Linked DNA regions of Mus musculus: regions 2, 3, 4, 5, 6 and 7 are each linked to region 1. A link is a contact called in public Micro-C and promoter capture Hi-C data. All regions are on one chromosome and are shown on one strand. Each heading gives the region's core, a stretch centred on a gene start, on an enhancer-like site or on the middle of the called end of the contact. The rest is flanking DNA. Distances are from core to core; before and after follow the strand shown. Region 1 holds the start of Rab4a (RAB4A, member RAS oncogene family). Region 2 holds the start of Trim67 (tripartite motif-containing 67). Region 3 holds the start of Fam89a (family with sequence similarity 89, member A). Region 4 holds the start of Arv1 (ARV1 homolog, fatty acid homeostasis modulator). Region 5 overlaps Ttc13 (tetratricopeptide repeat domain 13). Region 6 holds the start of 2310022B05Rik (RIKEN cDNA 2310022B05 gene). Region 7 holds the start of Pgbd5 (piggyBac transposable element derived 5).

What was found. Promoter capture Hi-C pulls out the DNA fragments that hold promoters and counts their contacts. A called contact is a pair of places that touch in the nucleus more often than the background predicts. Capture Hi-C pulls out chosen DNA fragments and counts their contacts.
Region 2: a contact with region 1 is called in a Micro-C map of embryonic stem cells, with 3 times the contacts expected there. The contact joins the promoter of Trim67 here to the promoter of Rab4a in region 1. A contact is called at or near these places in 1 of 39 promoter capture datasets (pre-B cells), 1 of 484 Hi-C or Micro-C datasets (embryonic stem cells) and 1 of 115 datasets of contacts at active chromatin or transcription factors (embryonic stem cells).
Region 3: a contact with region 1 is called in a promoter capture Hi-C map of liver, with 2.2 times the contacts expected there. The contact joins the promoter of Fam89a here to the promoter of Rab4a in region 1. A contact is called at or near these places in 3 of 39 promoter capture datasets (liver and neural stem cells) and 1 of 9 other capture datasets (embryonic stem cells).
Region 4: a contact with region 1 is called in a promoter capture Hi-C map of neural stem cells. The contact joins the promoter of Arv1 here to the promoter of Rab4a in region 1. A contact is called at or near these places in 5 of 39 promoter capture datasets (3T3-L1-derived adipocytes, hippocampal neurons, liver and 1 more), 1 of 115 datasets of contacts at active chromatin or transcription factors (embryonic forebrain) and 1 of 9 other capture datasets (embryonic stem cells).
Region 5: a contact with region 1 is called in a promoter capture Hi-C map of the C10 cell line, with 3 times the contacts expected there. The contact joins the enhancer-like site here to the promoter of Rab4a in region 1. A contact is called at or near these places in 2 of 39 promoter capture datasets (the C10 cell line and pre-B cells), 1 of 15 datasets of contacts at CTCF or cohesin (embryonic stem cells) and 1 of 484 Hi-C or Micro-C datasets (embryonic stem cells).
Region 6: a contact with region 1 is called in a promoter capture Hi-C map of liver, with 3 times the contacts expected there. The contact joins the promoter of 2310022B05Rik here to the promoter of Rab4a in region 1. A contact is called at or near these places in 5 of 39 promoter capture datasets (cranial neural crest, hippocampal neurons, liver and 1 more), 1 of 15 datasets of contacts at CTCF or cohesin (embryonic stem cells) and 1 of 484 Hi-C or Micro-C datasets (embryonic stem cells).
Region 7: a contact with region 1 is called in a promoter capture Hi-C map of liver. The contact joins the promoter of Pgbd5 here to the promoter of Rab4a in region 1. A contact is called at or near these places in 9 of 39 promoter capture datasets (the 3T3-L1 cell line, the C10 cell line, cranial neural crest and 5 more), 4 of 115 datasets of contacts at active chromatin or transcription factors (bone marrow-derived macrophages, embryonic forebrain, embryonic stem cells and 1 more) and 2 of 9 other capture datasets (embryonic stem cells and liver).

What each region holds. Positions count from the first base shown.
Region 1 is chr8:123,804,315-123,807,513 of GRCm38.p6, reverse strand. It overlaps Rab4a (RAB4A, member RAS oncogene family), which reads right to left and starts at 1,518. Exons shown (of 8, transcript NM_009003.3): 1 at 1,348-1,518. The coding sequence starts at 1,378.
Region 2 is chr8:124,791,541-124,794,739 of GRCm38.p6, reverse strand. Trim67 (tripartite motif-containing 67) reads right to left here and starts at 1,721. Exons shown (of 10, transcript NM_198632.2): 1 at 1-1,721. The coding sequence starts at 839. It overlaps Gm46059 (a long non-coding RNA gene), which reads left to right and starts at 2,353. Exons shown (of 3, transcript XR_001778718.2): 1 at 2,353-3,199.
Region 3 is chr8:124,750,216-124,753,414 of GRCm38.p6, reverse strand. Fam89a (family with sequence similarity 89, member A) reads left to right here and starts at 1,549. Exons shown (of 2, transcript NM_001081120.2): 1 at 1,549-1,875. The coding sequence starts at 1,606.
Region 4 is chr8:124,720,607-124,723,805 of GRCm38.p6, reverse strand. Arv1 (ARV1 homolog, fatty acid homeostasis modulator) reads right to left here and starts at 1,640. Exons shown (of 6, transcript NM_001368372.1): 1 at 1,464-1,640. The coding sequence starts at 1,622. It overlaps Ttc13 (tetratricopeptide repeat domain 13), which reads left to right and starts at 1,834. Exons shown (of 23, transcript NM_001373939.1): 1 at 1,834-2,069. The coding sequence starts at 1,844.
Region 5 is chr8:124,680,050-124,683,248 of GRCm38.p6, reverse strand. Ttc13 (tetratricopeptide repeat domain 13) reads left to right here. Exons shown (of 23, transcript NM_001373939.1): 14 at 1-66; 15 at 1,090-1,182; 16 at 3,178-3,199. Among named protein-coding and RNA genes, the nearest start is that of Gm46058, 6.9 kb to the left of the region's middle. Within about 2 kb of position 1,593, at least 29 of the 459 cell types and tissues checked have an H3K27ac peak or open chromatin away from gene starts, as enhancers often do.
Region 6 is chr8:124,661,678-124,664,876 of GRCm38.p6, reverse strand. It overlaps 2310022B05Rik (RIKEN cDNA 2310022B05 gene), which reads left to right and starts at 1,508. Exons shown (of 4, transcript NM_175149.4): 1 at 1,508-2,029. The coding sequence starts at 1,694.
Region 7 is chr8:124,432,227-124,435,425 of GRCm38.p6, reverse strand. It overlaps Pgbd5 (piggyBac transposable element derived 5), which reads left to right and starts at 1,490. Exons shown (of 7, transcript NM_171824.2): 1 at 1,490-1,627.

The DNA of each region.
Region 1 (3,199 bases), core at 269-2,768:
ATGCCCAATCCACACTCCCAGGCCTACATCCCAGGTCTGCCTGTCCACTTGCCCCTCTCTAACCCATCTAGGTCAGCTCTTTCTCACACAGCCATGCTGAATCCTTCAGAACCTGCTGCCTGGTTTTTAATTGTTTATCCATTAAGGTCACAGCTGAATTTAAAAATCCACTCCTCGTTGGACCGCAAACTCTTGGGGAAGTTTCCATGGCACTCGTACACCGAGTAGAGCCTTCCAGGCCAGACCCTGGCCCCACCCTGTGGCAGGAAGGAAGCAGGGGCACAAACTGCAGATAACCTGACAGATCGTCATGCTTTTCCGTGCGAGTCCCTCCTTCGGACGACGAGCACAGACCACGTCAAAGTTTCAAGTCTCGTGAGGGACTGGCAGGCACAGGCCAACCATACATAGTAGTGGTTGTTTATTCTTGCCTCGACTGGGGGAGGGGGAGCACCCAGCACGTGCATTGAGAATGGCTGGGTGCTGCAGGAGAAAAAAAGATGAAAAAATCATGTCTCCATATCCAAGGCCTGTGGTCATCAGAGGACCATATATTTGTATTTATAAAGGTAATATAATGCAACCATATCTGGAGGGGAGGACGGGAGGAGAGAGGGAGGGAGGGAAAATACACGAGGCCAGGGGTCTACAGAAAAGAGACAGCATTCATCCACTTAAAACTCATTATAATCTCAATGCAAAGAAAGGAATTCCAACACCCCCACCCCACCCTCCCGAGGCCCACAACCCTGCCCCTAGAGACACAAAACGCAGGCGTGGCCCTGAGCCTTCATCCCTGCGGTTGGTGCTGCAGGGAGGAGGACAAGAATCGACGACAAATTGGCTCCTGCAACCCTGAGAGATTTAAACAATCCAAGGAGGAAAATGTAGAGTGAAACCAGGGTCAAAGCGGGAGGGAACTTGGTAGAATCACAGCAGGGGGCACCTGCTGGCCAGAGAGTCCAGACCAGCGCCTGATACCCCTAGAGCCTCAAGATTCCAGCCTAGCCTGAAACACCCAGACATTCTCAAGTTCCAGCTCGACCTTGACACCCCAAGAATATCAGGATCCCTCCCAGCCGCTGACACTTTAGGATTCTCAGTGTCTCCACCTGGCTCCTAACACCCAGATTCTCAGGATCCCAGCTGCTGACATTACTAGGATCCCAAGCCAACCCTAAACCACCCAAGACTCTAAATATCTCTGCCTGGTTCCTGACACCGCGAGGTTTGCAGGATATCTCGATATTCTAGACACCGGCTCTGGAGACCCTGACCCCGGCCCCCAACATTCCGGGACCCCAAGGCCTGCCCCTCTAAACACGTACGCAAACCCGCGCGTCTTACCGTAAGTCTCGGACATGGCGGTCTGCGCCATTCTGCCGCCACAGCTCCGCGGGGTCCGTCCTCCAGTCTCCGCAGAGCGAGAGGAACCGAGCGTGGAGAGCCGGGAACGGGCCCACGGCGAGCCGGCCACCGGCTGCGGCCCAGCGGGACTCGGCTCCGCGTCTGCGCACCGCCGCCCGGCGAAGGAGCCCGGCGGAGCAGGGGGAGGGGCGGGGTCGCAGGAGGAAGGAGGAGCGGGGCTGGGGAAGGGGAGGAGGGAGGGCAAGAGAAATGGTTGGAGGCTCCTAGTTGGAGGAGGAGGTGAAGGCAAAGGAGGATGAAGGAGGGGACCAGGAAGGAGGGAGGGCGGGACTAGGGAGGGGGCGCCTGCGCCCGTAGATCCTCCCAGATGGCTTAGCAGTACAGACTCAGCCTTTCTTAAGAGTGACCTGCCAGGCTAGGGTGGACAGGAGGCCGCCCGAGGGCTTGTTTTGACAGAAAGGGGGTTCACTAGCAGAAAGCCACGCAGGTGTGTTTGGTCACCAGAACTCTCCTGCTCACCACGTTAGTGGGCAGAGCAGTGCTGCTTGGCTCTTACTGCAGGCTAATTTCGAAGGTGTGTTCGGTTAATGAAGCAATACAGGTCAGAACCTACCCCTTCCTCCGAGGAAAAGGGTTGGGACATTTATTGAAAGGCAAATTGGGGTCGGGAGTTTGACCCACCTGAGCAAACCGGGGCCTAAGTAAGATCCTGCCTTCTTCACAGCAGCAGATGCCTGGGCTGTGGGAAGCCTACCGTGTACCTTTAACCTCCGCTGTCAGGCTCTACCACGGGTCAGACATTCTCTCCTGCCTCCGTGCTGCCTGTCCTAATATTTCATTATTGTGCTTTATGACAGAAAATTAAGGAGATGTGGGAAGGGAAAGAAGCCCCCGCCCCCATCCCGTAATCTTGTTGAAGTCTCTTGCTGGCACAGCATGCAAAGTTTGCTGTTGAGATTGTCTACCATCGTGTCGCTTGCCTATAATCCCAGCATTCAGGAGGCATAGGCAGGGTTGTTTCAAGTTGAAGGCCTATCTGGGCTACACAGCAAGGAGGGAAAACAAAGATGATAGAGACACAACTCAAAAAAATATATAAGTAAATATATTTTAAAATAACAGGAGTGACTGCCTGAATAATTCATTTGATATAGAGATATTTCATATACGAATGTGAAAATAGCCCAGCAGTGGTAGTGCAAGTCTTTGATCCCAGCACTGGGGAGGCAGAGGCAGGTGGACCTCTGTGAGTTCGAGGCTAGCCTGATCTAGCCTGTCTCCAAAAAAAAAAAACAAAAGGAAAAAAAAAAAAGAAAGAATGTTAAAATAGGAAGGAACTGCGCTGAAGGCCTGAGAGTGTGCGACCTTTGAGCTCAGCTTTCTTTCCCAGATGCAAATCTGTAATGTTCTGAGTCACCCACAAACACGATTACATTCAAAGCACATGCATGGTAGCACGGGCCTTTAACTCCAGATCTCAGAAGGCAAGAGACAAGCAGAGCTGAGTTCGAGGCCAGTCTGGACTGCATTCTGAGTTCTAGGCAAGCCAAGATTGCATTGTGAGACCCTGTCTCATACACAAACTAACAAACAAAAAGGAAGAAATATGTCTTAGTCTTTTGTGACTTAATACAGTAAAGAATCTTTTGGTTCTTATGACCTATGATTTTATCTTGGCCTCTGATCCTATCCAGTACACCGCAGGAACAACTCTATGATCTTGTTTTTTTAAAAAAGAAAGAAGGGAGGCATAGAAACTGCCAAGTGCAGAGGTGTGTTTACAATCCCGTCTCTCAAGAAATGGAGGAAGGAGGGCTGAGAGCTGAGACCA
Region 2 (3,199 bases), core at 472-2,971, 990 kb before region 1:
CCGGCACCCCCTGGGCTCCTGCATCCTCCTGCGCTGGAGGCAGTGGAAGTGCCTGTAACAGCAGGGGTAGCCTCTGGGGGTGTGGGCGGCGGCGGTGGCTGAACTAGCCGATGCTTAGCGAAGGGGCCCCGGGACGGGTGGCACTTGAGCTGGCAGGTGGCGCAATAGAGCACGTCGCATTGCTCGCAGAGAGTGGCTGCCGGCTCCGGTGGGGTGCGGTCGCACAGCTGGCAGATGGCCACCGCCGGGGCTGCAGCCGCCCCCGGAACAACCCCACGGCCCTGCTGGTACCGCTGCACAATGCCCTCCAGTAGCCGGTTGCGCTGGAAGCCTCGCAGGCCGCGGTGATCCAAGGAGGCGCTGCGGTGGCACTGCGGGCAGGTGATGGAGCTGGAGGACGAGCAGAGCGAGGAGCAGGCGGCGCCTCGGGCCGCGGCGGCCGAAGAGCCCGGGGGCGCAGGCACCATGGGCAGCACGCGGACTCCATTGGGGGACTTGAGGCTGGGGGTGTAGGAGCCATAGCCGCTGTCAGTCTCGCTGTACAAGCTCAGCTTGTCCGCGTGGTCTCCGCCACCGGTCGCCCCGCCGCCTAGGCCTCCGGCTGTGTTAGCTCCCGCGCCTCCGCTGGTCGCGCCGGCGGCTGCGTCCTGATCCGGAGGGGTTGCGGCGGCGGCGGCACCTCGCGAAAGAAGGAGCGGCGGGGGCAGGTGCTGCTCGCCGTCCGGGGTCTGAACCGCGATAGTGCGGGCGCACGGCAAGCAGACATTGTGAGAGCAGGGCAGGATGATGGGTTCCCGGAACAGGGATCCGCACACTGGGCACTTCAGCTCCTCCTCCATCGCCGCGCCCGCGGCCAGAGCCGCTCGGGACCAGCCAAGAATGGTCAAGGCTCCGAAGACAAGCGCAGCTGGGCTGGCGATGTCAGCGCTCTTGAGTCAGGAGGCGGGGGTATTTCACGGGCATGCTGTCTTCACCCGAGGGTGGCACGCCCCCTCTCTGTCCTCAGGCCACCGCCCTAAGACGCTTGGCCGCCAGAGAAAGGAGGGGTCCTCACCTCCTGAAGGCGAGGCTCCCTCACCGGAGGCAGCCGTCTGAAGGTGGCGGGGAGCCCTCGCGGTGGCCTCCGAGGTTGTCCAGGTGTTGAATAGGCAGCAGTAGCGCCGTCCGGGGTACCTCGTGCCTCCACTCCACGAAGGACCAGTGACCCGCTGCTGTGAGCCAGCAAGGCTACTGAGCCCGACTCCGCAGCGCCGCTGCCCCGAGTCTTCTTTCTGCGAGCGCCCCGCCCCTACCCAGCTCTTGGCCAGTGCCCGAGTGGCGGGGCCAGGGCTGGTTCAGCACCACCAGACGGCGGACAGCGCCCGCGAGAGGATGGGCCCGGAGTCCGCGCCCGTCCCCCCTCCCGCGCGCATCCTCCGCCAGGCTGCTGTGCAGCCGCGGCCACCTCGGCATCCCCCGGCCCGGAGACCGTCGCCGTACCGCTGCTCGGGCCGCTGCTCTCTGAGCTGCCTCCTCGTAGGCCGGTATTGAGCAGCGTCCCAGGCTGGCCTCGCCGGCTCCGGTTCCTGCAGCGCCCCTGACCTTGGCCGCGCCACGCTGCAGCGGCGGGTGGGGGGCGAGCACCCGCTGGCTCGGGAATCCCCCTCCCGGCCCCACCGCCTCCCGCGCCCGCCCGCCCGCCGTGCCGCGCGCCCAGGAGTTGTAATTTCCAGAGCGAGAGTAACGGGGCGGGGGGCGGGGAGCCAGGCGTCAGCTCAGCGAATGAGGGCTCGCCTCTCGCGGCTGGCAGTCAGGGGCGGGTCGGAGGGCTTCGTGGGGAGGATCATTGTGGAGAACTGCTCCGTTACGGATGGAGACTGCACGGTGAATTAGCACGGCGCCCCGCCCAGCTTGCCAGAGCAACCCTGGCCAGCTCCCGCCCTGCCCACTCCTCGCCACCATGAAAGCGTAAACAGCGGTCCCTAAAAGGCCAGTCGCTTGAAAAAGGCCTCGCAACACAGCGCGACAGTCGGTTCCTAAATCTATTTCCTCCCCGCAAAAAGCTTTCAAGGCACAAAATGTCGGACAGCCTCGCGCCAAAGGGCGAGGTTTGATTTATGCATCTTTTTACAAGCCTTTTTTTTTTTTTTTTTTTGTCTCCTTGGTTCTACTGGGGCTAGTCGTGGAAGATGAGGGCCGGAGGACTTGGCGAGGACACGGTGAAGGTTGCCAAATACAACCTCCCCAGGCTGCTCGCGAGTGCGGAGAGGCGGGAGGCAGCGAGCAGGTGTTCTCTTTATGAATGGGAGCTTCCTGCAACGTCGCCGCCCGCGCGCCTGGCTGCCGTCTGCCCGCTGTTCTGCGCTGGGTAGTGCCGGCTGCCCAGAGAAAGGAAGTACGCGCTGGGCATAGAGCTAAGGGCGAGCCCTGGAAGGGAAGAGCGCGTGGAGCGAAATGCGCACCACGCGGCCCTCTCTTCCTGTGCGATTCAAGCTGGCTTGGAACAGACAAGGAAATTGTCGATTTAGAAAGGATGTGTCAGTCAGCGTGCTGGCTCGTGCTTGTAATTCTAGCACTTGGGAGGCCTAGGCAGAAGGATTGCTATGAGTTCAAGGCCAGCTTGGGCTACATAGTAATTTCCAAGCTAGTCTGGGTGTTACATAGTAAGACTCTGCTGAACTGAAACAAACAAAAAAAAAAAAACAGCAACCGTGGCGCAGACTCCTGCTGAAGGAATGCAGGGCCCCAGCCACTGTCAGCATTTGGAAAGATAGCAGGAGGAGAGAAATGAAGCCACAGACTAATGAGGCAGCTGCCTTGGCCTGGCTCTGTGCCTAAGGGATAGAACCTCTGGTGGAAGGGAGGTCACCAGGAAAGCCATTGCAAAGCACCCCAGTGAAGCCCATATCTTTACAGGACTTCCGGGGTCCTGCAGCTTGCTTCCACCTGTCCAGTCTGGAAAATACTATAACAATATATATATGTGTCCGTGCCAAATTGTTACAGTAAATGCTCTGGACTACTTTCTATGCATCTCAGTTCAGCTGAATGGCTTACAGAAGTCTGGCTCCATGTTTAAGGGTAGGCTCCTGCTAAACCGGACATCCCAATTAGCCCTGCTTCAGGAAGCAGTGCTGCACGGTGGGGGTGGGGGTGGGTATGGAGGCGGCAACTGTCCTAATCCACTCTCTGTAGATGAAGCTTCAGTCACCTGGTCCTG
Region 3 (3,199 bases), core at 300-2,799, 950 kb before region 1:
GTAAGGTGGCAGGTGATAAAGAGAATTCAGGCCAGGTTGTGAAAGGCAGGTCTGTTTCCTCCCCTCCCCTCCCTTCTTCCCTTCCTCCCACACAGACAATCTCAGACTCCCCAATTGCTTAACAGGTAGATGATGAAGGATGGCCTAGGGTTTGGGAAGGTGGCTGGATAATTACTGAAGGTGAGACACTGGATTACTGGGAAAATACTGGGCAGGTAGGTAGGTGGTCTCCTGGGTGCCCCTCGGATCTCACTGTCTGGCTGGATTCAACACTAACTTCTCAGATTGATTTTCGGGGTGGGTTCCACGCACAGCAGAAGAAAGCCCCCAAAGCAAGAGGGCACATTTATAGAAGGTATCTGAACTACCTGAAACATGTTCCTGCTGGATTAATTCAGAGTCATTCAGTCCCTTTATAGTTAGACTGAGTAGCCATTGGCATCGAAGTTCTTGATATTGACTCTAGGTTTCTCTGCTATTGGCCAGACTTCTGTTTCCTCATCTTGAATCTGAGCCGGTTACCTTTTGCTAAGGTTTGAGTCTTCCTGGAAGGGCGAATTCTCTCCCTGATCCATCTCTCTTCTCTTCAGGGTGTACTTTTACTCAGTTTTGCTGAAGTTGGTGAAGTCCCGAGATTCAACGTCTTTCTCTAACTCCCTGAGATTTCACTTAAAAAAATTCCACCTACTTATTTTAGTGTGTGCACACGCGCGTGTGTGCACATGTCATGAATGGAGCGTTTGAGTCACTACTTGCAGGAGACGGTTTTCTCTTTCCACCAGGTGGGGCAGAGTCCTTATTCCCTGTTTTAGATAGGGCTGAAAGACAAGTTGGTTCGTTTCTTTAAAAGAGTGAGCAAAGTGTGGCTGGCGCTCTCCTTGGCTGCTGAAGTTCGGGGAAAACCTTGACGCTCACAGAGGAGGCAAGCTAGGCCTCGTGAATGAGTACTGTGTGCGGTTCTGGCTGCTGCCAGCACCTGCGATCATCACGCCCACGCTAGGGCGCAGGCAGCACGGGGTGGGGTCGGTGCGGGGACTGGACCCCTTGGTAGATAAAAGTGGTTTCAGTGGCTGGTCAGAGTGAAGCCAGAGAGACCAAAATCATCCAGCCAGAAGCGTGGACAGGGAAGGGAGTAAGAGCCCATCTGGAGTGGAGGACGGAAGACCGCTGGGGCCAGGGGTGCAGAATGGCTGGTAGGATGGGCCTGAGGCTGGAGGTGAGGCTGAGAGAATAGCGGAGGTGACCAGCTGGAGGTGGGGTGCACAGGACTGGAGGTGGGACACAGTGAGGTGGAGACCCGCTGGTGGTGTGGCGAAAAAGGGAGGGGACTTGCACGTAGGGTTCACAGAGCTAAGACTTAAGGTGTCCCCGAGGGCTAGTCCGGAGCGCAGATGAGTGGAGGTCGAGATGGAGGCCAGGGGGCCCTGCAGGGCGTCGCCTCACTGCAGCAGCACAGAGCCGAGGAGAGGGGCGGGTCCCGAGAGGGGCGGAGACCAAAGGGCCGGGCAGCGGGCGGAACTCGGGCGGGCGGGAAGTGGGTGGGGACCCGTCGGGTTCCAGGGACCTAGGCTAAGCTGCGCGCGCGTGTGTCGGCGCCCCAACGAGATGAGCGGAACCGGGTCCGCCGGCATGGCCCGGGGGCTGCGCGTGGACGGGCTGCCACCGCTACCCAAAAGCCTGAGCGGGCTGCTGCACTCGGCGGCGGGAGGCGCGGCGGGTGGCTGGCGGCACCTGGAGCGGCTGTACGCTCAGAAGTCGCGCATCCAGGACGAGCTGAACCGAGGGGGCGCGGGCGGCGGCGGGGCGCGGGCGGCCGGGATGCGGACCAAGCCCCCCAACCTGGACGCCGCGCTGGCGCTGTTGCGCAAGGAGATGGTAAGGACTAGGCGCCGTGAGTCCCGTCGTGGGACACTCTCTTTTGGTCCCTGAAAGCCCGGACTCCCCTCTAGGGCTTCCCACGGCTTCACATCACCTCCGGCAGGGCAGCTTCAGATGCTGGGGTTCTCCCGGGCCAGGTCAGGGCGCGGCGAGGTTCGCCTGCCGGGTCTCAGGAGAACAGGCTTCCTGTGCGCCTGCGGGTCAGTGTGAACAACAGATGGGTGGCCGGGCCCCTCCCCGGCCGCCCTCCAGGAATCCGATTACCGGCGCGGAAGCGGTACTCGGCCGGGTGAAGTCCTTATGTCTGGTCACAAACAATGGGTTTAGTTTTTTTCTCCCTCCTGCGAAGTGGAGTAGGTGTTCCTGCACCAGGACGCACGATTCAGGGTGATGCCAGGGCAGAGATTTGGGCCGCAGGGAGCTCTTTCCCAGGTTGCTTCCTGTGGCTAGCCAGGTAGGGAAAGACCCACGCAACCCACCCATCCAAGTTCTTTCCCCTAGACTAAGATCTTCTACCCTGAGCCTAATACATCTAGCGAATTGCATTTGCTTAGATAAATCCATACTTAGTGTGTTTACAGCCTAATCATGAATGGCTGAGTGAAATAAAGAGACTGGCCCCCCAAGTGTTTGAGGTATTTTTTTTTTCTTGCATAAGACGCAAGGCGCATGGTGACTCTTGGTTGTGAAGCTCTGCTTTATAAACATGCTAGGGAGGCTTGGGAGCCCAGCTACATTCCCGAAGGTATTTCCCAGGTCCCTCCTGCTATGACTAAGGTACAGAACCTTATAATTATGCCTTGGGCGGTAGCTCCGGAGCTCAGCTATAGGAAATGAGCTGCTGTCACTCTGCCTGATAACAATGTTAAAGGTAGGGTTTGGCTACAGGCCCTGACAGGCCTTCTCAGAAAACCATCACGAGGCTCTTCCGTCTGTCTGGTAGCTAGCTGTTCAAGAGACTTACTGTCCTGGGGGAATGGTGAGGTTTCCGAGACAGTTCACATCTCGCTTAAAAATAGTCGTTCATTCCAGAGCCTTCTGCAGAATGTCTGTGTCGATCTATTTAATTTGAGGGCCAGAGGTCAAATCTGTGGTGGGGATATAATTCATGTCGGGACAGAATGTGACAAGTGCCAGAGAAAGGGACAAAGCACAGAAAGAGGGCGTGTCCCCCAATACAGTGGGGACTTCTCTATGGAGTCAGGGAGGTGGGAAGGCCGGAAGTGACCGGGAGAGAACTCTGAGATTGCTGAGCTGAGTGGTGCCCTGAGCCTCTCAGCCTCAGGCTTGACTGACAGGAACCAGAGGTTAGGAGGTGGCC
Region 4 (3,199 bases), core at 391-2,890, 920 kb before region 1:
GTCTACAGAGTGAGTTCCAGGACAGCCAGGGCTACACAGAGAAACCCTATCTCGAAAAACTTAAAAAAAAAAAAAAAAAAGTCAATCTCTCTGTCAAAATGGAGGCATAGAGGCTAACATTTTTTCAATTACCTGTGAGTTAAGAGCAAGCACTCTTAGATGTCGAGCCCAGGACGGAGGCTCTTCCCAGATCCCCTTTTTCTGCACAGATGTGGAGGTTATATCTCTTCCCCCAAGCCCAGAGATGCACCATTAGTGCCAAGAGAAACTGTTAAAATGGCAAGTCCCTCTCTGTCTTTTAAAAGCTAGCTAAATCCCACTTCTGGACAGTATCCCAAATGTCAGGACAAGGAGGCAGACAAATTTGGAAGCAGGAGGGGAAAGACCAGCATCAGGAAACACAAAACTCCTCCTATTCCTTCGGTATCACTTATCAGCCAGATGTTCGTGCTGTAGATGCGACAGGACAAGAGCTCTCCTTCCCCAGAACTTCATGGGCTCCAAGAAGCTAATCACCTGGAGCCACTCACAATCCTCTAACCTCAGGGACCTGACAGTTTAGAAGGCTAAGACAGCATGCCATCTTGCCATCTGAAGACTGTTACAATGAGAGGCAGTGACCTCTACCCAAAGAACCTCCTTCTACTACCCTGTGTCCATCCATCCTCACATAGGGAGCACGCTGACTTCCTCCATCAGTGGACCTGATGAATCAGTGAGTCCTTTCCCACCAGAACTCTCTCCACTGCTTCCTCCTGCCTTCACTTAAGAGTATAAAGAGGAAACACACAGAGAGACATTCATTCTCTCCCTCCCTCTCTTTCTGTTCTGGACCTCCTGCCTCCATCTCCCAATTGCAGGGATTACAGGCGTGGTGCTGGAGCCGGAATCTAAGGCTGCCCTACATGGCGAGCAACATCCCCGGCCGTGGTAAATGCTTTCCATTTCGGTTAAATTGTTGTATTATTTACTATTAAATTGACAAGTACCCCGATAAGACACAGTTTTCTTCTAAGAACTCTCTACAGTACCAGACCTCAAATACTGCTTCCATCTCCTCAGGATCAACAAGAGAATGACACGCTTCCTGCTACAATTCCTATTTCCTTAGTGAATCACATCTCTCTCCATCACTCGTTTATTCGCTTGAGACACACACTCTCTCTCTCTCTCTCTCTCTCTCTCTCTCGCGGCAATCGAGGCTGGAGTCCAACTCGTGATTCTCCTCCTGCCTGGCATGCGAGTGGAGTGCTGGAGTCATAGAAATGCGCCACCACTCCTGGGTGCCACAAGTCTTAGAACATCTATGGCCTAGGCAGTCTTCAAGCACATCCTTGCTTTCTCTTTCACACCATCACAAGGACCACTCCTCCCCCACGTGCTCAAGCTCCCAGGCCTCGCCCCGGACCACAGCAAGTTCGGATCCGCCTTCCTAGCCGCGCCCCGCCCCCCGGCGCGCTCACGCAGATGGTTATCTTGAGCACGCCGTGGCTGTAGTCCCGGTACAGCTCCTGAGCCTCTCGGTTGCACTCGATACAACGATACAGGCAAGAGGAAGAAGTCGCCGCTGCGCCTTCCGTGCCTTTCCCGGACCGCGTCCCCCTACGCCCGCCGGTCCCCATGGCCACTCTAGGGCTCCTGCTTCCGGCCGCTGGCGGAAGACGCCTGGACTGGCCTTGGGAGGGGCACCCAAGGGCTTACTGGGACTTGTAGTCCAAGCGCTGAATGAGTGCTTGAGGCTAACAGGGCGAGGACTACAACTCCCAGCGGGTACTGCGGCTGCGCGCCGCGCCCACCTGCCCGCGGCGGGCAGAGCAGGGCCGCGCCTGCGCCGTGCGGGAAGATGGCACCTGCCGGCTGCGGCTGCGGCTGCTCGGGCAGCTTGGGTGCTGCGGTGGTGCGGCCGCTGCTCCTGCTGCTGGGGGCGCTGGCCTGCGCGCGGGCCACCGAGCACTACTCTCCGCTGTCCTTGCTGAAGCAGGAGCTTCAGCACCGGCAGCAGCAGGAGGCCCCGGCGGGCGGCGGCTGTCCGCAGTCGGGGGACTGGGCGGACCAGTACCCGGAGTGCGGTGAGTGGGCCGAGCCGCCCTCTCCCTGGGCCGCCCCTGCCCAGCGTGGAAGCATCTGGGAAGTGGGGGCACCGGGGATGGGCTCAGGTGGGCGGCGGGGATAAGGACCTGCCTGGAGGGTGCCTGCTGGCGTGCACGGGCCAGGAAGTCAGACTTCTTTCTGCTTGCTCCGGTAGGTGATTTGCCCGATCCCCACCTCAGGAATCCAATCTTGAGAGGTGCAAGCAGGTTGGATTTGCGGGGTGACATGAGCACTGACCCGTGCTCCTCAGATGTACCCCCAACGGTAGAGAGAGAGCTTCAGGCCTGATTCCTGCGTGCATTCCAGCTGCTCAGGCTCATTCATTGGTCAGGCTCTGGGCAAAATGCACATGCTCTTTCTGTTTTGAGTTGTACAGTGGGCGTTTTTACCCATCAGTACCCTCTCCACTCTCCCTTCCCCTCAGTGGGTGTCCCTCCGACTTGCCGTGGGGAAGGTCTGGGTCTTCTATACCTAGTAGCAGCTGGCTGATAATGCCTTTTAAAACATCCCACCAATGTTCAGCACCATATGCCTACCCAAACACTACCTAGTTTCTTAGCTGAGATGCAGTCTCAAGATTAGTGCAATCTGACTTCCTTTGAGCACCATCTGACTTCTTGGAATGGCTTTTGGACTTATTTTGTGTCTTGGCTTTGCCTCCCAACACTGTTGCAGCTGATGTGGCCAGCATTCCTTAGTGAATCGAATGACCATTGTTAATGTCACCTCCTGATTCAGGGCAGGGGGTTACCTGTCTGTGAACTTGTCTGTAAATAGGAGACTCCGTTTACTTGACTATGAGGTTTTGTTTTTGAGAAAGGGTCTCTCTGAGCCCAGGCTGGCCTTGAACTTGCATTTACCACGATCCTTCTCTACAAACCCTCCAAGTTGGGCTTACAAGTGTGAGCTTCCATGCTCAACTTTACAGACAGATTTTGTCTTAACCACCAAAGGCTCTTAGTAGGAAATGCCTCTCTTCTGTTTGTCCCAATCCTGGACGATTACATGGAAGTTGGACTCTGTGACGCTTACCTCAGGCACCTGTCCTAGACTGTGGGGACAAATTCAGGACAGGCAAGTAAGCGTGTCATAGCCGAGGGGCTATTCT
Region 5 (3,199 bases), core at 344-2,843, 880 kb before region 1:
CATGAATGGAAAAACAAGGCTGCTGCAGTGGAGGGACATGTTCGACATTGCTGTGAAGTGGAGAAGGTAACCCGTGGGCACACAGCAGTGGGCAAGTTCTCTCAGACCATGTCTCCCTCGGCGAGAGGTTTCAATCCCTCTTTGCTTACCAAATTAAACCCTACTGTGGGCCTGGGTACCTGAGGCTTTCCACGAGATCGCTGTCCAGGCCGGGTGGGAAGGCTCCAGCAAAGGGAAGTGAGTGTAACTCCGACCCTCTCTGAACTGAGTCGGGTCCAGGCTGGGCCAGCAAAAAGTTGACAATTCAGTGAGGAGTGCGGCAGGGTCTCAGGAGAGAAGATCTCTTCCCAAGTGTTACATACAGCTCTTGGAACAAAAGACTCAAAGGAATAGTTCTCGCATGCCTTTAATTCCCTGCATGGCTTTATATACAGTTCTGGGGGTGATTCAGGGTTTGACAGCAGGCACCTCTCATTGGCTTGGACTGAGAGTTTGGGGGGAACCTTATTTGCATGTGGGAAGGCTTGGTGCTATTCCTAAGTGGCTGATAGCTATGCCTCTTCTGTGGGGGTTGTGGGGGCGGTAACTCCAACAGGAGCCAGGATCACTCCCGGGTCCCAGGGTTCAAGATCTAGCCTGGACTGGAAACCAGGCTGTCTGCGCGTCACCTGTTGCCGCACACCCTATAAGTTAAGATACTGAGTTATTTCCCGCTAAAGCTTGCCATAAATCACTGTTGCCTTTATTCTTCAGAACACACTCAACTCCTGCTGCTCAGGAAATAAAAGCGAGGGTTGCCAGGTTTCTAAGCCACCAGTTAGCCCTCTCTGGAACCACCATTACAGCTGTTTCCTTGGTTGACTCTAACATCCCACCAAGTTGACAGTTTAGACGAACCGTTACAGCTCACCAGCCTTTGCTGGCCTCTCGCCTGGTGTGGCCACACTGTGCACTGGGATGGCCTGTGTGCTCTTTTTCACAAGTCGGAGCCAGTCGGGCTCCTCCCTCACTTTTACAGAGACCCATCTTTGGTTTATCCTGGAAGCTGTGGGTAAGGCCGCAGCACTCCTCATGAGCTCTGCTCCACAGGATCGCTGATCCGGACCAGCCTGTCCTGTGGCTGGATCAGATGCCAGCTCCAAGTCTCAGCAGAGGGTTCAATAACCACATCAACTTAATCAGGTAGGGGCCTGTGTGCTTTCTTGTGTTTGCGTAGGAGTGGAGCAGTGTGAGGGGCCCTGGTGGCCTTGGCGGGGAACACACCCAGGGTAGCTGTGCACCCACAAGTATCTTTCCTGCTGGTCCACTGGCACAAAGTGCTTGCCGTGCACCTGCACAGGTAGAGCCCTGCCCGCTCAAGGGTGGACTCTCGAAGGATGGAGGGTGTCAGTTTTCAAGAAGTCGTCAAACAGCAGAGAAATCGATCAGATGGGGAATTCCGTATTTGCCTAGGTTGCTCGTGAGCCTGCTGTGGCCAGGACCACCAGGGAGGTCGCTCCCTGATGGGAGCTTCTGTCTTATCCTGAGCCCTGCAGTCAGGCACTGGGTGGATGCCTGCCCTTTCATCCTTTATGGGCTTAGCTACCCTGACAACAGGCGTAAACACATCCTGAAGAGCTCACTTCAGGGATGCTCGAAGTGTTTGCCTGCCATTTAGTGAACATGACTTTAGATGAATTTGGCGGATGTGGTACTGAGTCATATCTAAAATATTTCTAGCTCTAGGAGCCTAGATCAAGAAACTGTTGCTCCATCTAACATGTGACATTTAAATTTAGGTTTTAGTATAAAAGTCTTTTTTAGACTTAACCTTTTTAATTTCTAGAAATTATGTTTATTTTCCCTTTGTTACTGGCTCCTTTCAGTTCCCCATGGAATGATTTGTGGCACTTTTACCTAGATTTGGTCACATGCTGTAACTGAGGCCACTGTGTACCTGCTTATGTTCTTGCTGAATGGTACTTGAGTCACAGACCCATGTCATGACTTGATGGAGTGCAGAGAAGTAAGGGACACCCGGTGTATCCAGGGGCCAAACCTGAACTGTCTCGGACAGACAGTGGGCCGTGCACCAACCCACTGGTGAATCCCTCCTGACTAGGAAGCTGTGACGCATCCCTTGTAGCTGCCAGCCACTGCATCCCAGGAAGTCTCAGGAACTGAGGCCCGAGACATAGGTAGAAGCCAGAATGGTGAGCCACGCCTGGGTGGTGAGCCGAAGAACAGCAAGACAGATGGACATGACGAAGGTCGCTGTAGCAACAGATGAATGAACAGATTTGTGAGGGGGCAGCAGGTGGGGAGCAAGTGTAGAGATGCAGACCCCTGCAGGGGGTTAGAAGAGAGCTGCAGACACTCTGAGGTGCTGACAGAAAAGCATCAGAGGCATCCATTATTCTGCTTCTAGCTGAGGCCACAGTTGTCCCAGTCAGTCTAAGAGTAGTAGGAGAAAAAGCGAGAAGCTGGAAACTGAAGTGCCCTGTCAGGGAGAGAAGTCCTCCTTGCATCATGACCTTGATGTGAGGGAGCTGTCAGAAGCAGGGAGTGGTGTTTCCTAGGGTAGACGGACTTCGACTCAGCTGTTGCTAGACGCGAACACCTTCAAGAGAGGGGAAGAAGAAAACAAACAAACAAAACAAAAAACGGAATGGGCATGTGAGGAGTATAGTGTCTCCAGAGGGTAGAGGGAAGGAGGACTGCTAAAAGGCCCGAGAGGCACCCTCAGACAGGCAGGCATGCACACAGAGAGCCTGCCGTGTACAGAGAGCTTGGCGTGTCCAGAGCCTGGTGTGTCCTTACGCAGGCACACACAAGTGCCAGGCATGTCCAATACGCAGGTGCACCCAGAGAGCCAGGCACATTCAATAGGCAGGCGCGCACCCAGAGAACCAGGCGCGCCACTCATGGTAGTCGCCATCAGGTCTGAACTCCTGAAGCTAAGGATTTTCCTTCCTCTGTGGCCTGTCAGGAGCTACGTCTTTTCTGGACACTTTCTGCCAGGACAGATTCCAAGAGCCCAAGCTTTCTGCTGAGATGGGAGTCGCTACTCCCACAGTGACAAAGCAAGCCCCTCTCTTACACTTCCCCATATTTGTCCCCGCTCTTTGTTTTTGGAACTAACTGATGTTTACAAGCCTTTGTAAAATGATGGTTAATTTTATCGCTTTTACCTTACAGGGGTCAAGTGATCAATATGAGA
Region 6 (3,199 bases), core at 259-2,758, 860 kb before region 1:
AGCACCCCAACATGGCCTCTGCATCAGCTCCTGCCTCCAAGTTCCTGCCCTGTGGGAGTTCCTATCCTGACTTCCTTTGGTGATGAACAGCGATTGGGAAGTGTAAACTGAATGAACCCTCTACTCCACAACTTGCTTTTTGCTCATGGTGTTTTGTTGTAGCAATGGAAACCATAACTAAGACAGTGGTGATATATTTTATTAGAGCCTGACACATTTGTGACATTCCATTTATATCAGGGAATTCAAGTTATTTCTGCACTTGCCTTTAGTGTTAGACAAGGGCTACTTTAGAGACAACTAAGCCACGGTTGGTATTTAGTTGCTTTTCAGAATAGGACACCATGCTTACCTGAGACCTGTTAGTCTTGTGAAAATCAGGGAGTGGGATGGGGCCACAAACATCCCACAGCCCTGTCTTAAACTTTAATCGTGTGGTCTCAGCAGCAAGCCTGACCCCTTTGGGGATACATCTGCTTCCCTGTGGGAACTTTCCATCCTCTTCAGTTTGTTTGTAGTCAGCAAACCTCCCGGAGTTCTTATGATTTCTGAGATTCCAGGATTAGCTTGGCCATTTTTGGAAGTTTAAGCTTTTGGGTTGTCCCCTCACTTAAACTGATGGAATACAGGCTCCTTACGCTGACCAGCGTCTGCTGCTGACTAGAGTTCTTTAATTCCTGCTTAGGATTTTTTTTTAAAGAGTGATTTTTAAAGACAGAGTCCTGAGATTTAATAGACTGGTGTGTGTGTGTCTGTGTGTGTGTGTGTGTGTGTGTGTGTGTGTGTGTGTGTGTACTGCTGCCTCACAGTGGCAAGCATCAGAAAGCAAGGGCTTTGAGGGTTTGAAGAGGCCTTGGTGTGTAGCTCTTCTGAGAGGGGGTACTTCGCTCACACTGCATGCTTTTAGCAGGGGTCTTTCTTTCTGTGGGGATAATGGTACCATATAACCCAGGTTGGCCTTGAATTTGCCGTGAGTCTCCCGCCTAGGCCAAAACAGTGCTAGTATCCCACGCTGATGCTTCCATGCCAGGCTTAGAAGAAGTTCCACGGGCGGGAATCCAACCTCCTGGTTGACAACTGGTGGGTCAGTGCCCTAGCCTAGCCCCCGGCTCAGTGTGGTGGATCGCCCAGCGAACAGAGCGCAAACCTGAAAAAGCAATGAATGCCTGAGAGCGCAAAGGAGAGAGGATGATTGAAAGCCAGGTTGGGCACGTGCAGGAGGAAGTTTCCTTTGTCATCAGTGCCACGTGGCGCCATGGCGGTCTTCGCCCTGAGTTAACCCCTGTGGTCATCTCCAATCTCGGCGGCGCTTGTATGGGGGACTCTGTAGCAGCCCCAGAGATGCCCTAGGGTCCCGGAAAGCGTCCTATGGAGGAGAAATTGAAGGGCCATAACAGGAGGAGCTCGGGGGCGGGGCTCCAGTGGGGGCGGGGCTCCAGATGGAGGCGGGGCTTCAAGTGCCGACCGGGCTCAGGGACGATTAGTGGTCCCGACCGGTACCAGATGGGGCGTAGGCGGCCCGTACGAAGGGTGTCCCGGGAAGGTCTGGGGGCGGTGCTCAGCCAGGGGCGGAGGAGGAGGGCTCAGCGGGTGGGGTAGGGACGGCGCTCCGGGAGGAGACGGAGGCGGAGCCCCGGGGCGGGGCGCGGGCGGACCGGGAGGCGGCGCTCCGACCGGGACGCGCGGGCCGGGTATGGCGTCGATGGCGGCGGCGATCGCGGCCTCGCGTTCGGCCGTCATGAGCGGGAACCGGCCGCTGGACGACCGGGAGCGGAAGCGCTTCACCTACTTCTCATCGCTGAGCCCCATGGCCAGGAAGATCATGCAGGACAAGGAGAAGATCCGGGAGAAGTACGGGCCCGAGTGGGCGCGGCTGCCGCCCGCGCAGCAGGACGAAATCATCGACCGCTGCCTGGTGGGGCCTCGCGCCCCGGCGGCCGCCGCCGATGCGGGGGACGTGCGGGACCCGGCGCGCTTCCCTGGCCTGCGCGGGCCCACGGGCCAGAAGCTGGTGCGCTTCGGCGACGAGGTGGGTGCGGCGGGACGGGCCACCCAGGGCGGAGTGGCCGGCGAGGGGGAGTTCAGAAATCTCCCGGAGAAGGGACCTTTAAAGACAAAGTGGGAACAGTAGAGAGGAAACCAGCGAGCCTGGATGAGTGTACGACGTACAGCCTCAGTTTTCTGATGTGAAACAGGAAAAATGTCTATAGTTCCTGATCACTCAGTGGCCGGCATGTGTTAAGTATAAGGACCTCAGTGGGGAAGGTGGGACTGCCAGGCACCGCTGCCCTGGGGTACGTCCCTGGTAGACTACAATGGAGAGAGTGTGTTTGGGTTTGACATGTGAGCCCCGGTTCCCACCCAAACACAGAGTAAGTTTAGATGCCTCCAGCAAGCCTGATTATCTAGCCTGGGCTCTAGACACTGGGGGAAGAGAAAATAACTACTTAGAATTGCTCCCGGCTGACCTTGCTCTTGAGGCCCAGGAGTCTGCACTATTCAGAAACCTGGTGGTTTACCAAGAGATGGTTTCCCTGAAGCCCTTTGTGCCACCAGAGTATGGACTTGGTACCTCAGGGACTCAACTTTGTTTTGGAGGACAAAATCGGTAGCAGCTAGAGTTCTGAACGTCCATTTAGGTGGAGGCAGGGAGGAGAAGCTAGGAGAGTTTTGTTGTTGTTGTTGCTGCTGTTGTTTTTCTGTTGGAGAAGTTGTGCCAGGCGGAGGGAATACCAGTTAAGGATGAGATTTCAATCAGGTTTTTTCAGGCCAGGTATCCGTCAGTGTTTGTTACTACAGAACGCTTGTGGTCACGAACCCACTTTCCTGCCAGGGAATTGTGAAGGCAGAGAGCTAGCTATCCGCCAACACTGCCTTCTGCTCCCCATCCCATTTGAAACTCTTGTGGGCTTTGCCAGGAAAAACAAGGGTGTGGTGGGAGATGAAAATATAAGTCTTAAAATATATTCCTGGAGCTGAGGCATTTCATTGTGAAAAATATGCACCTCCATAAAGACGTGGACGGAGTTCGTGCTTGGATCCGGGTGATGAGTAGGCAGGCAGTTCCTCTTTGGCAGTGTCTTAGGTAAATAAATCTGAGAGGAAGCCGCCCTGTCCGCACTTAACAGATGCTGGAGACTGGATGTCACTGGATGTCACTCGCCCTGAGTATATCAAAAAGCCAAGCCATGTTGGAGCC
Region 7 (3,199 bases), core at 241-2,740, 630 kb before region 1:
CAGGGTCTGGGCACAGGCAGACGTGAGTGAAAATCTCAGCCAGGGCAGATGGGTCCCAGCACCCTTTTTCTTAGAAATAGAAACCCATTGTCTTCCGTTTGTGTAATTATCATTTACTACACCCAATAGGGGTCTCAAGCCCTTCACATCTACTTGGATTTATTTTATGTCGGAGTGAAAGTGACTTTATGACCCAGTTACCATTAATGTGACTTATTGCATTATGTTTGAGAGGAGGAGGAGGAGAGAAGACATTCTGATGAGGGGAGGTCGGCCAGCCGGCCTCATGCTTTGCCCCCAGAAGAGAGGAGACAGACTCTGCTCCATTGTTAGATCTCTGAAACCCTGGCGACCAGCTGTTTGTTTCCTGATCATATAATCCTCTTCCAGATGTGCGTTGTCTTAGGCCTGTGCAAGTGATACCAGGGCGCAGGTGGTGATAGTTCTCATGGAAGCAATTTTGAGTTCAGAAGATGTGAGCATCAAAGGACTGTGAGAAATGACGAGCCACCTCATTCCAGTGTTGCGGTCCTTACATGACAGTTGTTGGAGGAGAGACTGTTTTAGTGTCTGACCCAGGTTCCCAAAAGAGCAAGGTTCGGGGAAGCTAGAAGGGCAACCTGAAATTCACAGGAGTGCTGGGCGCAGCCTCGGCTGGCCGCCCACCTGGAGCGTGTCCGCAGAGTGAATTTCAGAACCGCTGGGCGGACAGCTCCTCGGAGCCGGGCGCGGCTGCGCAAGGGGCGGGCCAAAGAGCACGGAGCACCGGGACCCGCCTCCCTCCCCACGCCGGCGAGCGGCTATGAGCTTATGGGCGGGGCTCCTCGCGACTGACTGCCCTAGCGTCACGCCCCGAGGAGGCAGGGCGACCTGCTATCCCCGCCCCCGCGAGGCCGGCGCTCTCTATTGGCCAGCAGCTGAAGGTGCTGGAGGCGGGCCCGGTCCACGGCTCGCGCCCGGGAAGGTCGGCGGCGCAACGCGGTTGCCGCGGGGAGGGTGCGCGGGGACGCGACGGGGCCGGGCGCGGCGGAGACGCAGCGGGTGGGGGCGGCGGCGGCTCTGGGCAGCGGCTGAGTCTCTTCCCGCCGCGGCCGCAGCCAGCGGCGCCCGAGCTCCAAGGCGCATCCCGGGCGCGCGGCCCGAGCGGCCAAGACGGCGGGCCGGCCGGGCGCGGGGCGGCGCGCGCTGTGCTGCGGGCTGCGCTGGTGGGGAGCCACGGGCCGCGGCGGGGGTCCCGGGCCCGGCGTGTGCGGCTGGGAGGCGCTGTGGGGTGTGGGCGCGCGGGCGGCGGCCGGGGCTATGGCCGAGGGCGGTGGGGGCTCACGGAGGAGGGCTCCGGCGCTGCTGGAGGCAGCCCGTGCACGCTACGAGAGCCTGCACATCTCGGACGACGTGTTCGGCGAGTCGGGCCCGGACAGCGGCGGGAACCCCTTTTACAGCACCTCCGCAGCCTCACGCTCCTCCTCGGCCGCCTCCTCGGACGATGAGCGTGAGCGCCCCGCGCCTCCGGGGACCGCCCCGCCATCCTACGCCGCGGATCCCTTGGAACTCGAGGAGGACGAGACCGGTGGGGGCTGGAGCGCCGTGCTGAGGGATCGCCCGTCCCCGCGCTTCGAGGACACCGGTGGTGAGGATCGACCGGGGACACTGGGGTGCAGGGACACACAGGGCGCGGTCTGAAGGCTGGAGCACGGGCCAGACTGGTTCCAGACACACCCGACCTGCACCTGTGTGTTTCTGGAAACAGCTGGTTTGGGGAGCAGGGATTAAACAGAGAGGGTCCTACTGCACAGGATGGTGGTCCCAGGTTTCTCGTGGGTGGAGACCAAGCCAGCAGCACTTTGCCAGAGGCTTTCGGTCGTCTGGCAGTGTCACACCTGTGGGGTCAGTAAAGTATGGCTCTTTTGGTGGAGGGGATCCAAACGCCTGGCACGGCTGAGGCTGAGTCCTTTGCAGTACGCAGGATCTAGGTGTCAGGGGTCAGGCCAGTCGCAGCTGAAGCACATAGAGAGCCCAGAGCCAGAGCATATCAGCATCTTCACTGCTCTCTGTTTTCCCGAGAAACTTCCTGTGGTGCCAGTCGATCTCTAGCTGAGCACCGGAAGGAGCCAAGGGTGATTCCACTGCGTTAGGGAGTGTTAGTCCGAGTTACTTTCAAGGTGTGTAGACCAGACTCAGATTATCCGGAGGCGACTGGAGTTGAGCACAGCCACCCTGCTACTCTGAGCCCTCAGCTGTTGGCTTCTGCAGAGTCTAAAATAGTGCTGCTTTGCAGCAGCTTGGTCAGCTTCTGCTTTCTGAGATGTGGAAACTGCTTTCCCATATGATCCTCAGTGCTGCTGTTCAGGCTCCATGGCTTCCTAGCAGCCAGATGTTACACCATATATTCTGTGAAGTGCACACAACCAGTGTGAATGGGCACCAAGGAGTGCCCCTTTGCATAGTCTCTCTCTCTCTCTCTCTCTCTCTCTCTCTCTCTCTCTCTCTCTGTGTGTGTGTGTGTGTGTGTCACTCACACACACACACACACACTTTGGGCAGTGTACATGACACTATAGCTATTGTTCCTCAAGATTGCAGGTGCACAGGAGGTAGGCTCCAGGGCCTGGGTATGGAAACGTAGCTGCAGGGAGCTGGCAATGGGAAAGGTTGGCCCAGCCCTGGAGGGAGTGTTCTGCAACCTTGCCAGGCTGCGGTGTGGATGGGCAAAGTTGCATCTGGATTGGAGGGTTACCATCACCATGCAAGGTTCTAAGTGGGTACATTTTAAAACCCAACCATTTGGCTGTGGTTTATGGTACTCTAAATTGTCCTCCTATATGCCACCCTTCATTTCCCAGTGTGCCTTAAAGGCCTCCTGCCCTGGACAGCTGCTTTCCATATTGGATGTTGGGATTGTACCAGCCTGGTGCCCTGGTTTGTCAGTCTTCGTGCTGTGAGCCTTTGTGATCCTGTGTTGATCTTGCAGCACTTAAGATGCCTACTGTAGATGTCTACAGAGGAGAATTCGGCAAAGCTGAGGTCACAGGGCAAAATAGGGATGTCGTGCTGGGCTTAGTTTAGATGAAGGGTCTGGTATTGAGAAGGGTAAACACACAAAAGCGATTTAACCAGAACTTTCTTTCTTAGTAATGTATAAGTCAAGATGTTCAGAAGCAAAGCCCTCTGTCCACTGTTCACTCTGTCCACTCCCAGCCTG